Linked DNA regions of Salmo salar: region 2 is linked to region 1. The links are chromatin contacts, called in public Hi-C maps. All regions are on one chromosome and are shown on one strand. Each heading gives the region's core, a stretch centred on a gene start, on an enhancer-like site or on the middle of the called end of the contact. The rest is flanking DNA. Distances are from core to core; before and after follow the strand shown.

What was found. Hi-C and Micro-C count contacts between places; a contact is called where the count stands out from the background.
Region 2: a Hi-C map of gill shows a contact between it and region 1, with 2.1 times the contacts expected there. The contact joins the enhancer-like site here to the promoter of LOC106562166 in region 1. A contact is called at or near these places in 2 of 3 Hi-C or Micro-C datasets (gill and muscle).

The regions. Positions count from the first base shown.
Region 1 is chrssa01:12,868,595-12,876,222 of Ssal_v3.1, forward strand. LOC106562166 (leucine zipper protein 1) reads left to right here and starts at 4,319. Exons shown (of 4, transcript XM_014126884.2): 1 at 4,319-4,552.
Region 2 is chrssa01:12,913,784-12,921,208 of Ssal_v3.1, forward strand. LOC106562166 (leucine zipper protein 1) reads left to right here. Exons shown (of 4, transcript XM_014126884.2): 2 at 5,903-7,425. The coding sequence starts at 6,138. Among protein-coding and RNA genes, the nearest start is that of LOC106562166, 45 kb to the left of the region's middle. Within about 2 kb of position 2,113, at least 2 of the 13 cell types and tissues checked have an H3K27ac peak or open chromatin away from gene starts, as enhancers often do. A contact at or near this core is called in gill, where this site is marked.

The sequences.
Region 1 (7,628 bases), core at 3,069-5,568:
ACCCCACAGATACTGTAGTTTCGATAGAGAATCAAAAGAAGAACTACAAATTCTCAGACAGGCCACTTCCTGCTTGGAATTTTCTCAGGTTTTTGCCTGCCATATGAGTTCTGTTATACTCACAGACACCATTCAAACAGTTTTAGAAACTTCAGAGTGTTTTCTATCCAAATCTACTGATAATATGCATATTCTCGTTTCTGGGCAAGGTTAGTAACCAGTTTAAATCGGGTAAGTTTTTTATCCGGCCGTGAAAATACTGCCCCCTATCCTAAACAGGTTTTAACTAGGCAAGTCAGTTAAGAACAAATTCTTATTTACAATGACGGCCTAGGAACATTGGGTTAACTGCCTTGTTCAGGAGCAGAACGACAGATTTTTACCTAGTCAGCTCGGGGATTCAATCTAGCAACCTTTCGGTTACTGGCCCAACACTCTAACCACCGCCCCACAATGGTATTCTATGTTTTTGCTCTACAACCCCCACAAGTGTTACGCCCTCCTCTGAAGGTAACCAATAACGGTTTTAAAAATAGAATGAAGGTCTGGAGGTGGTTTTGTGACTAAATATGTCAAAAAAATAAGATATATTTCTTGAGCTTTCTTTTATATATACATATTATATATATATATATATATATATATATATATATATATATATATATATATATATATATATTGAATGTGGTATTGCAACAAGAACATATATATATATATATATATATATATATATATATACATACATACATACATACACACACACATACACACACACATACATACATACATACATACATACATACATACATACATACATATATATATATATATATATATATACATACATATATATACATACATACATATATATATATATATACATATATATATATACATATATATATACATATATATACATATATATGTATATATATGTATATATGTATATATGTATATATATATATATGTATATATATATGACCAAAACTACTCTTTCCCATAGGCTTGCACTATTTATAATATGACAGCATCCACTTTGAGAAGCAACTTCTTGCTGAAGCCCTCCTTCCATTGTTAATTAATGTTGAAGTTCTCAAGCATGAAATGTGCCCTGCAGATTGATGAGTAGATACCCCATTTGCCCGCCTCATTCACACAAATGTATCCCACTTTCTTTTTTTTTTTTTACATTTTATTGTGTGATGCTGACCGAGGGGCGTTGTGGGATTGTTTCTGAAGTTAGAGCTGATTTGAAGAAAACCTCAAACCCAACTTTTACAACAACATCATAATGTTTGTAATTTGGGAATGTTTTCTTGTGGTGCTCTAAGTTACTATTATATACGTTTCTGGCATTGAGAAATGGTGCTACAAAACTTTTTTAAATCTTCTTCTCATGGACTAAAATTAAGATTCCCCCCAAAATGTGGTCTTTGGACTCATCAAAATAGTCCCTTAAGAGTTTAAAAAAATAATGTTGATGCATTCAAAAATGGCCACACTATACCAGTAGATGTTTATTAGCACATACGCTAATATGCTAAAAATACTTGAACAATCTTCTTCTCATGAACCATAGGCGCAAATGACACCAACTTTGGAATGTAGGCCCATGGTACATGTCTTAGATTAGTTTGGGATTGGTCAAAAGATGGCAGAGTTATTGACAAATCAGAAAATCTGATTTTATATGTTCTTTTAAACCTCTGTAAATCCACTCAACAGTGGCCTATCAACTTGAAACTTGTGATCGCTTTCATGGACTTCCCGAAGATAAACCACACTGAATGTGGTATTGCAATCTCATAAAAAAAAGGAAACTATATGCATTCTTTGCATGTGTAACGCTAATGCTGAAAATCATCTTCTCCTCATGAACCATACGTCAGATTCACTCCAAATCTTGTATTTAGACTCATGACTGCACATAGAGGAAGGGAGTGCTAACTTATCTGTCACCCTGTGAACCCCGTTCTTTTCTTTTCGCTAAAAAAGTAGTGTGTAGTTAGCTACACAGCTACATGGCTAAAAAGTAATAAACTACTGAAAACACTACAAAGATAAACATTTAGTTCAGCTACCACCAAGCTACTGCAAAATGTAGTTAAATTACTAGTTGAACTACATGTAGTTCCATACTCTCCATGGTCCTCTTTTGGGTCCAGATTGCTTAGCACTGTAAATAAATATATAGATACAGTACCAGTCAAACGTTTGAACATACCTACTCATTCAAGGGTTTTTCTTTATTTTTACTATTTTCTACATTGTAAAATAAGAGTGAATACATCAAAACTATGAAATAACACATATGGAATCATGTAGTAACCAAAAAAAGTGTTAAAGAAATCAAAATATATTTTAGATTCTTCAAAGTAGCCATCCTTTGCCTTGATGACAAATTTGCACACTCTTGGCATTCTCTCAACCAGCTTCACCTGGAATGCTTTTCCAACAGTTTGAAGGAGTTCCCACATATGCTGTGCACCTGTTGGCTGCTTTTCCTTCACTCTGCAGTCCAACTCATCCCAAACCATCTCATTTGGGTTAAGGCCGGGTGATTGTGGAGGCCAGGTCATCTGATGCAGCACCATCACACTCCTTCTTGGTCAAATAGCCCTTACACAGCCTGGAGGTGTGTTTTGGGTCATTGTCCTGTTGAAAAACAAATTATAGTCCCACTAAGCGCAAACTAGATGGGATGGCGTATCGCTGCAGAGTGCTGTGGTAGCCATGCTGGTTAAGTGTGCCTTGAATTCTAAATATATCACAGACAGTGTCACAGGCAAAACACCCCCAAACCATCACACCTCCTCCTCCATGCTTCATGGTGGGAACCACACATGCGGAGATCATCCGTTCACCTATTCTACATCTCACAAAGACACGACGGTTGGAAAATCTCAAAGTTGGACTCATCAGACCAAAGGACAGATTTCCATCGGTCTAATGTCCATTGCTTGTGTTTCTTGGCCCAAGCAAGTCTCTTCTTATTATTGATGTCCTTTAGTAGTGGTTTCTTTACAGCAATTCGACCATGAAGACCATGAACTTATCCTCTGCAGCAGAGGTAACTCTGGGTCTTTCTTTCTTGTGGCGGTCCTCATGAGAGCCAGTTTCATCATAGCGCTTGATGGTTTTTGCAACTGCAAAAAGTTATTGAAATTCTCTGCATTAACTGACCTTCATGTCTTAAAGTAATGATGGACTGTCGTTTCTCTTTGCTTATTTGAGCTGTTCTTGCCATAATATGGACTTGGTCTTTTACCAAATAGGGCTATCTTCTGTGTACCACCCCTACCTTGTCACAACACAACTGATTGGGTCAAACACATTAAAAAGGAAAGAAATTCCACAAATTAACTTTAACAAGGCACACCTGTTAATTGAAATGCATTCCAGGTGACTACCTCATGAAGCTGGTTGAGAGAATGCCAAGCTTGTGCAAAGCTGTCATCAAAGCAAAAGGTGGCTATTTTGAAGATAGATTTGTTTAACACTTTTTTGGGTACTACATGATTCCATATGTGTTATTTCATAGTTGTGTCTTCACTATTATTCTACAATGTAGAAAATAGTAAAAATAAAGAAAATCCTTAAATGAGTAGGTGTGTCCAAACTTTTGACTGGTACTGTATATATATATATATATATATATATATATATATATATATGTGTGTGTGTTTTATTGTCACATATACCAAATATGTGCAGTGAAATGTGTTGTTTTACAGGGTCAGCCATATTATTACGGTGCCCCTGGAGCAAATTAGGAGTAAGTGCCTTGCTCAAGGGCACATCGACAGGTATTCAAACCAGTGACCTTCCGGTTACTGGCCTGACAGACTAACCGCTAGGCTACATGCTGCCCTGTACTGCAACAACTTGCTGTGAGATATTAGCCAGTACAGGGGGAGTTATTACATAGGGACCTAAGGGACCCTATTTATGGAAACAGCCTAATCCTCTTCCCAAAAACCAGATACAAATATTTGTATCCTTTCATAAAATAAATTGTTTTATTATATGATATACCATATTGTCCATTGACAGGCCAAATTCAGTCAAGTTTTTTCTGCAAAGTTTTCTGAAACGGCTGACTTCCTTAGGTTACATTCTCTTTACTGCTCTGACATTCTTTTTTTAGGTCATTGCAATGTGCGGAAACCTACGCTCTAATATTCCGAGGCTCATGTCATTTTCTCTCTGAATTCGACATGTTTCGTTCTACGTCCATGAGAGGCGGGACTCTACAGCAGGGTAGGGCGTTCTTGCTGCGGTCAGACCCAGACTCGTCACACAAGGGGTGGGTCATCCGGCGCAAAGGAAAACCCACCTTTTTCATTGTTAGGGACAAGGTGGAATGTGTTGGTTTGATCCTACAGCTCAGGCGGGGAATAGAGGGAAGAAACAACGAACGCAGTTAAGTAGGAAAAAAAGCTTTCTCCCGCTGGTGTACCAGAAATAACTTGTGTCTTTGGTTCAAACCTAGTCATCTTATCGGCACTAACCGAATGAATTTGGGGACTATCGCAGATTCTCTCATCGCAAGGTAGGTGAACTAGCTATTGTTTTGATCAATGTAAAACTACACATATTACTATATGGAAACATTTAACTGTGCTAGGATGCTGTAACTTCCTGAGTTCGACACGGGAAGACTCCGAACTGCGGCAAGTTTTGACCCCTCCTCCCCCTGCTCTTCTGCTGGCGCAGCCAAAAGGAAGCCTCCACGAAACACCAGACTGCGGTTAAAAACCTGGGCCACGTTCAGTAGGAAAACGGGGTGGAATGTTGCAGAAATAAAATATAACGACGAATAGAACTGACGTGATTCCATATTCATCAAGTCAAACATGTTTGTCCAGTGGTACATATTTCCATAGCCAGGTATTTGCATATTACTGTCTGAACTTTCTACAACGTTGTGTCCTGCTGAGCGGCCAGGTGGCTAAATTGTGTAACAGTTTGAATTTTTCCTCGTTCGTAGCTAGCTAGTTGACCGTTTCAAAATATTACGAATAGCTAGGCTACTTTTGCGTTCAGTGGCGACGTAACGTTACCGCTATCTGGACGGTATGTTGGGGGTTTCTGAACTGGACATTTTATGTTTTCCTCGAGAACAATGTATCCCGATAGAACGATTTCTTGAAATGAATTCGCAACACTATTAACCACCCACCTTAACACAAATCGAAAAAGTCCACTTTTTTTCTTAGTCAACTACACAGTCCACTGTCACCTTAAATATTTAGTAGCCTAAAGTAGGCCGCTTTTTTTACAGGTCAACTGTCAAGGTAAATAACGATTGCAAGATGGCAGTAAAAACCCTTTCTATATTGATACTTGACAGATAATCTTTTAGCTGGCTCCCAGGTAGTCTGTGTTGACACAGCCATGGGTAAGGTCCTTCAACTTGATCTCTATGGATAAATCATCAAATGCATTTAGGTCAATGCTGAAATTGTGAATACAGCAGGGAATGAACAGCCTGATACAATTGGAGATTGCAAAAATAATGCCAACAATCAAGGCAAAGATCCACTTGACATGGGAAGGGAGTTTCCCCAAAGATAGCTAGTTTTAATTTCACTGCACCAATATGGAAATTGGGCAGTGTTACAGAAATCTGCAGGTCTCATCAAAGTGAACACCTAATGGCTGAGAATCCTTTTAACACAGTACATTTGGATAGTCAAGCTTGATTTGCCCTCCTGTTGCCTCATGTTGGTGCGTGGAAGCAGGTCAGGTAGTGCTAGGTATCTACAGCCAAGCCAGTAGGGGCTGGAAATTACAGTGAGCTTTGTTTGGTCAATAGCAACATGATGTCGCAGAGTATTTGCATAAAGTCCAGCTTTCCCCAATTTTGGTCCCACTCTTTTCACATTCCGTCGCCCAATGGTCTCCCGCCCACTTTGCTTCAGTTGTTGGCTCCGTTGTTTCATTGCCCCAACGTTCTAGGTGGATTTCCGGTGAAACAGCTGAGATCCACAAATCATGTTGGGGGTGACGAAACAACCATTGGGCGTGAGCATGGGCGAGAGAAGTGAACAGGGAGGGACCAAAACTGGGGAAAGCTGAACTTTATGCAAATACTCTGACTTTGCTTTGCTATTGACCAATCGGAGCTCACTGTAGTTTTCAACCCATACTGGATTGGCTATTGATACCTAGCACTACCTAACATGCTTGCTAGCACCAACATGATAGCAACACAAGTGTGGCTATCCGAATTCACACATTAAAAGGATCTCGGCTATAAGGTGTGTGTGTGTAATGGCAGGGGTGTTTGACTCAGTACCTGTGAAGGTTTGTTCTGTATGTGTACATAGCCCAGTGTCAAAGCAATGAAATGCTGAGCTGAGTCTGAACATCACATTTTATTGGTCACATGCTTGGTAAACAACAGGTGTAGACTAACAGGGAAATGCTTACTTACGGGCCCTTCCCGACAATCCAGAGAGAGAAATAGAAAGATAATAACCGCCTGGTATAGAGGTCCTGGATGGCAGGTAGCTCGTCCCCAGTGACATACTGGGCCAAAGGCACTACCTTCTGTAGCGCCTTGCTGTCGGATGCCAAGCAGTTGCGATACCAAGCGGTGATCCAGCCAGTCAAGATGCTCTCAATGGTGCAGCTGTAGAACTTTTGGGGGGGGTCTGAGGGCCCATGCCAAATCTTTTCAGCCTCCTGAAGAGGCATTGTCGTGCCTTCTTCATGACTGTGTTGATGTGTGTGTGGGTGAACAGGAGCAGTAGTAGTAGTAGCAGCAGCAGTGTGGAGTAGTAATCTGGCAGGTTGGGCCCGTGGGATATAAATGGAGCTAGGGAGAAAGATAGAGGGGACCTGTTTCAGACATGAAGGCAAATCACTGCTGGCTTTCCAGTAAGTCCCAGAGCCAGCTACTAACTCTGCTACTGCTTCCACCCCTTCTGATGGTGGAAACACAAGTACAAGCTAGTTGGACTGCGAGATAGGCACAGCTACATACATTGGAGACTCACTATTTGTGCATACAGGGGAATAACCTATCCATTTCTGCCTTAGTAGGATTCAGAAGTACATGGTCATTAATATTGTCGATAGAAGCTGCTTCCAGCCAAGGAAAAGGCCATTTTACGCCTTTGTGCCAAACCATTGAGAGGTTACAATGCCAAACAAAGCAAGCTTCACACTTGGATTGCAATCCCTTCATATCCTGTCTGTGTGGACGTGTTGGCCATGTGGAAGTGTTGGCCATGTGGAAGTGTTGGCCATGTGGAAGTGTTGGCCATGTGGACGGGTTGGCCATGTGGACGGGTACTTCATGCCAGGCTTCTGTAGCAAACTTTACTTTCAACTTTGGCTGGTCACTTGGTAGGTCTCTGGTGTTTTTCCTTTGGGGTTATGTCACACTTTCACTTTACTGCTTGATAGTATACATTATGTTGTCTGAAGACTATTTTCAGAGAATTGGAAGCCTTCACGGGTCAACATTTTTTTTTATTATATGGAGACCCGTTCCGAACGGACCTGACAACTTGCCCCGTTCCTTATAGACCTGGTCAGATCCAGACCCGATCCGAGTGTGGGGAAACAGTAGAAAAGCACCATTTTAAAGATGCGTTATTAATTTGTGGTGCTGACTT
Region 2 (7,425 bases), core at 863-3,362, 43 kb after region 1:
GCTTTCTCTTTTGCTCCATTTCTTACCCGCCTCTGTCGCTCACTCTCCTGCTTTTACTCAATGTCTGTCTCTGTGAGTGATATGCTGCTGGCAGATGGAGGCAGGGCCTGGGTGTATCTGTGCCTGGGCCTTGGCCATAGACATGGAACACAGCAGGGAGGCTGCATACCCAGATTTGTGGGACCCAGAAAAGGCTCTGTTTTGCTGGGGAGGTTTTGGAGGGGAGTGATGAGCCTGGGGCAAATACATTTCATCCCTGATCATTATAACCATGTAAGGACTTCACCAGGCTGTTTTTGTGTCTTTTTATTTCTTTGATTCTGCATTGGTCTGTAGCACGGACGGACCTGTGACGATGTGAAAGGAGAACTTATTTTGTACTTTTTTTTTCCTCTGAAAAGGCAAAGCGAATACTGTAACTAAGGCTGGCACAATTATTGTGTAACCGCGTAAACAATAATTATGGACTATAACCGGGAACTTAAAACAATCCTCTTAATGCATTTGTTTTAATAGAAGAGGGATTGAACTTTATATTCAAGTAGATATAGTTTACCCATTGGCAGTTTTTCACTTCTATATGAAGTGGGTAAATTTGATCCTTTTATGGGCAGAACGTGCATGGTCAGGAGGAGAAGCTTAAAACCATTCATTTCTGAGACTGGTGTGTCACTAAAGTTGTTGGATTCATTAGGTATGTCATAGCTCAAAACATGTTTTTACAATTAATAACCGTGGCTATTTGCATGACAATTAATCATTACCTAAAATTCCATAATCATTACAGCCCTAACTGCAACATTGCAGTTGTAACAATTGCTGACATTGCGCAATCAATATCGTTAAGGGACGTGTCCACTCTTGTCCCACCTACAGGCTGTTATCAAGTCTTGATTTTACCAGGAAGGAAAGAAGTAAACATGGTTGATTTGTCATTGATTTTCAGGTCCATCAAGTTTGTTTTATTCTGTCTGTTGGTCCATCCTTTAGTTAACCTGGCATATAACCAGGGACAGAAAAACATAGTTAAGTATTTGGCTCATTCACAGAAACATCTTGGATTTCCAGTAGGGTATGAGAAAGCCACAAAGACTTGACAGAAAGCTTGCAATTAAACACCTGAGTTGGTATTGATGTCAACCCAGAAAGGGGCATCTGCTTTGTCGCCATGTTGCTATGTGGTCAGACTAAATTTACTTAAGTATCAACATTCTTGAGCGACATTTTGTTTACACAGTATTACACCACATTTCTTTACTCATACTAAGCAGTCATTTCTCCCATTTCTCAAGAAGGAAAGCAAAGAACATGTATTTAGTTTTTGTTGTCCAATTTCAGTTCCCTTTTATGAACTGCTACTACAGGCTTTCAGTTTGAGTTGTGGCTCTATTGAAACGTCAAACTTCCTTTCATTTATTTAACATTTTTTTGCCACAAAAAAAGAAAGCAAGGAAAAGTGACATGACAGGAAACGACAGAACCGAACATTATAGGATGGTTTTCTTTCTTGGAAAAACAAAAAAAATGCAGCACAGGCATCAGGTTGCCGCCATCTTGTGGCTTCCGCTGGCCTGCCAGTATCCAGAAGCACAACTGAGGACAGCCAAGAGGCCCACAGTTTGAGTCCTCAGTGTCTAAGCTAATATTACAGACACAGAGACAGACAGACCATCTAAAGATGAGGTTGAAGCCATTGTCATTGGCAAGGGGCACCGAGCCGACGGTTATTAACAAATGTTTACGAGGAATAAGAACCCGAGTCTAGACTTCCAAATAAGGTTGCACTATTCAAGAAACTTTCAATAAATTCCCTGGTTTGCCCAAAATCCTGGTTGGAGGATCCCGGAATCAGGAGGGAATAACCAGGGAATCTGGATCCTCCAACCAGGATTTCTAGAAAACCAAAGAATTTATTGAAAGTTCCCGGAATTCTGCAACCCTACTTCAAGTGCAGGAGAAAGTTGTCCTTTTTTTCTCTTTCTATTCTTCCCTCTTTCATGGAGGGAACAGAATGTACTGGGAGCTGCAGGCAGGAAGAGTAGCTAAGGCCCTAATGATATGGTGCATGATTGTAACCTTGGTACAGCACAGCGGCCCACTTTAGTTCACCGGTGGCTGGGAGTGCTTTCTCTTCCAAAACGCTTTGGCGTCATTGGCGGCAGTACCCGATCTGGCCCCTCTCTCTCACTCGTCTCTCACTACTCCTCTCACTTTTTTTCTCTGTCCCTTTCCTGGTCTTGATGACGCTCTCTTGCTCCTCCAGTTTCGGTTTCTTGTGTGTTTTCTACTCCCCAATTCTATCTTTTATAATCTCTCTGTCCTGTTCCCTCACTCTTGTACTCACTGGCTTGTTTTCACTTTTGGGTGTAAGCAGCCGCCTCTGATTCCAAAGGTAGCATGTTCAAATCCAGCATATAGAAAGTTAACCATTTTGGAGTTAACTCCAAATTTTTAAGGTTAGGCATTAATGCCCAAACATAACCTTAAACATTCAGAGTTAATGTCTGAACTTAAACACTTTGAAATTTGGAATAAATTTAACGTTTTGAGAAACATGGATGAACATCTAATTTTGATCTGAGACTGTGAGAGCTTGTAGTGGAGAGTCAGTGCAGATGGTCAGTCCAGTTCAAGTGTTCAGCAGTCTTGTAGATACCAACAGGCTCGGAGACAGTTTCTATCAGACCTCATGCTCCGATACCATCTGCCCGACGGTAAGGGAGTGAACAAATAAAATAAAGCATTTGGTCACACGTATTTAGCAGATGTTATTGCGTATGTAGCAAAATGCTTGTGGCTGGGTTGTGTAGGTTCCTTGATGATGCTGAGACGGTCTTGTATTGGTTAGAAAATTGCCCTAGTGATGTACTGGGCCATCTTCACCACCCGCTGAAGGGCTTTTTGGCAGTTGCTCGGTGCCCCCTTCCCCATAGCTCCCATGCCGTGACCTTATTCATCTCAATGACAGTAATTAGAGTTAAAAAGGAGGTGAGATGATAAGTTATGCACTTCCCCTCCAGATTTTAGGAAATGGAGGGAGCCTAAGCGGGAGCTGAGTACAGGTGACCTATTTTCAACTTTTTTCCTTTTTCCTCTGTTGTTCACGGTGCAGAGTACAGTAGAGAAGCAAGTTCTGGACATGTTTTTCTAGAAGGGTTGTGAGAATGCATTTCCGGTCAATGTCGATACATTGACCGGAAATGACTCTGTCAATCAAATGCCCGGCACAGTAAGGATGCTCGTTCTGTCTGTCCCTCACAGGCGCCCATCCCTCTTGCTGCAGTGCTTTGGTTGGTTCTGAACAGACACATTTGTGAGGAATGTGCTCAGGAATACTGGCATTTGTCGCTGCCCCCCTCCAGGTTTTTCATAATCGACAAACACAGCAAAGTTTTCTCGGAAATGAAATGGGGTGTTCCTTTGTCTCACCACCACCTCCTTCCAAACCTGTTCTTGCCCAAACAACTCCACACCTGTGGCATTGTGCCATGATAATGAAGACACTTTTTGTGATAACATTCGAGCAATCATTTAGAATGCTTGGCATTTGGCACAGGCATCTAGAGAAGCCAACATATGAAAGGGTGTAGCTCCTCTCGTTCCTCGTGGGTACCCAGGGGTGTGCAGTCTTGTGGTTTCACGTTGTGCCTGAGACTCATTTCTTTGCCCCTCCATTGGACTGGCATGATGCAGCTAATGAGGCCATGGCTCTGATGAGCGTAGGTATGTTGATTGCCTTGGCAGAGGTCGCCGTGTCAGAGTCGCTTTGCACGCACTGCTGGTTCTGAAGTCTTTCGCTGGCACGGTTGGCATGCGTGTCTAAGAGAGGAGGCAGGGACCGACCTGGCACCGCGATTGGGGGGGCGAGCACGCGCGACTGCCAAGATGGGAGTCCGGCCCCTGGGGCCATTTGGACCAGGCCTGGACCGAGATCGGATTACTTTCATCTGTCCTGACCCGAGAGACTTGACTTTATGAGAGATGCTCAAGAGGGAATGGCATCAGTGAATACCAGACTTAACAGGTAATGTTAAATGAGAGTAAATTTGTTTTATTTCATAAGGTGTTTTGGCACAGGACAGGCAGTTCTCGGAACCCTTGCTAATACGTTGTGCCTTATTTTCAATTTGAAAGCTAAAATTATTTTATAGACTCCCAACAATCCCTAAAAGATTACAAAACCGCCAGACCTCATGAAAGAGGAGAATAATTAAACCTCGGTAGCGAAATGCTTTGATTTTAAAATGTGATGTTTTATGAAATAATCATTGCCATATTTACACTATGGGAATGTTGGAACAAGCCATTTAATGAAATGTGGGCGGAGTGGTTGTGGAGCATTACACAAAATGAGAAAAAAAATTGGTCTCTGTTGAAATGGGCCTTTTTTAATACGTTTTACAGTAAGCCAACATTCAAAAGACAGATGGAAGGATTCAAGTTAGGCCTAAGAGTGTTACTCCTAAGGGTTATTGTAGTGTGATGACTAGTTTGTTGGATAAAAGGCATTCACGGGTTTTCGTCATTGACCTTGTGGGATTCACAAACTCAATCCCTCTAGTATTCATTTTTCTCTACTACTAAGTTCAGCCCTCTTATTTTGACATATCACTTTCCTTCTGGCTCCCTTACTGTTAGGAACAGCTGTGCTTTTAGAAAGGCTAATTGAATCGGGAGGAGGGGGCGCAAAGGAAAGGTATGGATGTGGGTTCTGTGGAGTCGATAAGTGATTGTGTGCGCAGATGACGTCCGCTCCTAGTTCGATATTCCCAGTGGGGGAGGGGATATGGTTTTAGACAAGCACCTGAGTCATGCATAGGAGGAAAGCATCAACGATTAGATTTATACATGACGTGCTGCCTGACAAGCTGGTTCTTTGTGTTAATGTTCCGCATTACCATCATCAGAGAGGGTTACCATTACCAGGTGCCTGTTCAGTCCACCAGGGGGTTACCAGGTGCCTGTTCAGTAGTTTTGTGTAGGTTTCATATTCATATTTCATATTAACAGTGCTGTTGTAAATGGTAATAGGTTGAGGACTAATGTCCCCATTTTATAGTTTGAACATCCAATAGAAAAGGACGCCTGCTGATATTCCTGGTCTGCCTGTGAAATATGGACTGTTTTTATCTATGTTGTCCTAATCGTGAGTGGTGTGTAGCAATGCCCTATGGCCGTTGCTGTCAGCAGAAACGCCAGTGAGAAATCAATGCTGGGACATTGGAGGCAGCAGGATGCAAGAAGTTGGGAGTAGTGTTCTTTTGAATGCTACCATCCAGTCTCCAGTGTCCTTAAGAGAAGGCAAGGTGAAATGTATCCTCGTAGAATTGCAGTTGGAGCATATTTTTAACTTCCATGGTCTGTCAGTTTGGTTGTCGTGATCTTGTTAATCTTCAGTCTAGGTTACTGTGTACATTTGACTATATGAGCACCTGCATGTGTGTACGTGCAGAATTATGTTGCTGCTCTTCTCACCCATCTGCTGGTCCTTTGCGTTATGTTGTGTATTTGTCTGGGCCCAGCTCTTCTCATGGTTTGTGTTGCAGTAATCGGGCGTAACTGTGAAATCAATTACAGGCAAACCAGCCCTCTCACTGTCTCTCTCGCACTCCCTGTTTCTCTCTCTCTCTCTCTCTCTCTCCCTATCGCTCTTTCTCCCTCTCTGAGCTACACGCTTTCACCATATTCAGGCCTCTTTTTTACATCTCAGCAAACTGGACTTAATTATGTTAGTGTGTGATGCCTGCTAATGAATGTAGAAAATGTAGGGAATTACTTGTTACGTGTTATTTCTCAAGTTACTTTCAGTTTTGCTAATACTCAATGACATTTGGGTCAGTGAGTAATAATTCAATACTGTGGTGAATTCTGTTATAACTCTGTTCCTTTTTTTCTCTCTCAGATGATCGACACCCATGTTGACCATCAAGCTGAGGGAAGTTGAAGGAATAAGACCCAACCAAAGGAAAAAGGGAGAAGACATTGTGGGGAAAGGATAAAGGGACTGGACACAACCCATCATTATAAGCTTGTGACATTTTAACCAGAGAAGGATTGCCATACAAATGTGGACCTCCCAAAAAGTGTTCAAATAATTTCCCCTTTGCATCAAGAGGACAACAGCAATAATCTCTGCAATGTCTGAAAACAAAGACATAACGAGTCGCCACCTGCAGCACAAGCTGCAGAGCCTGGGGCGACGGCTGGACGAGCTTGAGGAGGCCACCAACAAGCTCCAGAAGTCAGAAGATGAGCTGCTCGATCTGCAGGACAAGATCATCCAGGCAGAGGGCAGCAACTCCTCCATGCTGGGCGACGTTGAGGGACTGCGCAAGCGCCTGCTAAAGATTGAAGGCAAGGACGAGGAGGTGTGCAAGGCAGAGGACCTCTGCCGTACGGTGCGGGAGAAACTGGAGGAGGAGGAGAGCTTGACCCAGGACCTCAAGTCTGAGATTGAGTGCCTGCAGAGGAGAATGGCTGAGCTGGAGAAGTTGGAAGAGGCCTTCAGCAAGAGCAAGTCGGACTGCAGCCAGCTGTACCTCAGTCTCAACGAGGAGAAGAATCTGACCCGGAAGCTATCCTCAGAGCTGGAGGCCCTCAAGGACCGTGTGAAGGAAGTGGACACGTCAGAGGTAAGGCTGGACCGGGCAGAGCTGTTCCTGGCAGGGGAGCTGGAGAAGCTCAAGGGCCTCACTCAGACTTTTGTGAGTGAGAGGAAGAGACTCCTGGAGAAGCAAAAGGAGGATGAGAAGCTTATACTAAAACTGACAGAAAAGCTGGAGCGTCAGAACAGGATTGACCCGGTAGATCCCAGACGCATTGAAGACGACCTCTCATCCGGCCTGACCGGCAAGCTGGGGCGCAAGAAGAGCCTGGACTACCTGAAACTGGGCGACGACTTTGGGCTAAGGAACAAGTCAGAGAATGAGAAGAACAGACTTGATGGCCAAGAAGACAACAAAGTCAAGGAACTCACCCAGGAAGTGGAGAGGCTGAAGAACCGGCTGAAGCAGCTGGAGCTGGTGGAGGAGGATCTTAAGAACACAGAGTCCAAGAATGGAGAGCTGCAGGAGAGGTTCCAACAGGAGAGATCCCGTAGCCGAGCACTCAACGATCAGGTGGAGCAGCTTAGAATGCAGCTGTGTGGAGGCAGCAGTCACGGCAATGGAGGACCTAGCAGTTCAGCAAAGGTCCTTGAGAATGGCAAGGCAGAGAATGAGGAGATCAATGTCCGGGGTGGGTTCAGGCAGGTCAAGCCCAAGTACAGGCCTGCTGCAGAGTCAGCCACCCCCAAGTACAAGAGCGGAGAGCTGTCCCCGCAGCACAAGATGGAGACCAAGCTGAGGAGCAAAGAACTGAGCAACTCTGAGGAAGGTTCTCCAAAGTCTGTCAGGAGGGCACTCAGTCCTGCACACAAGAGCAGGA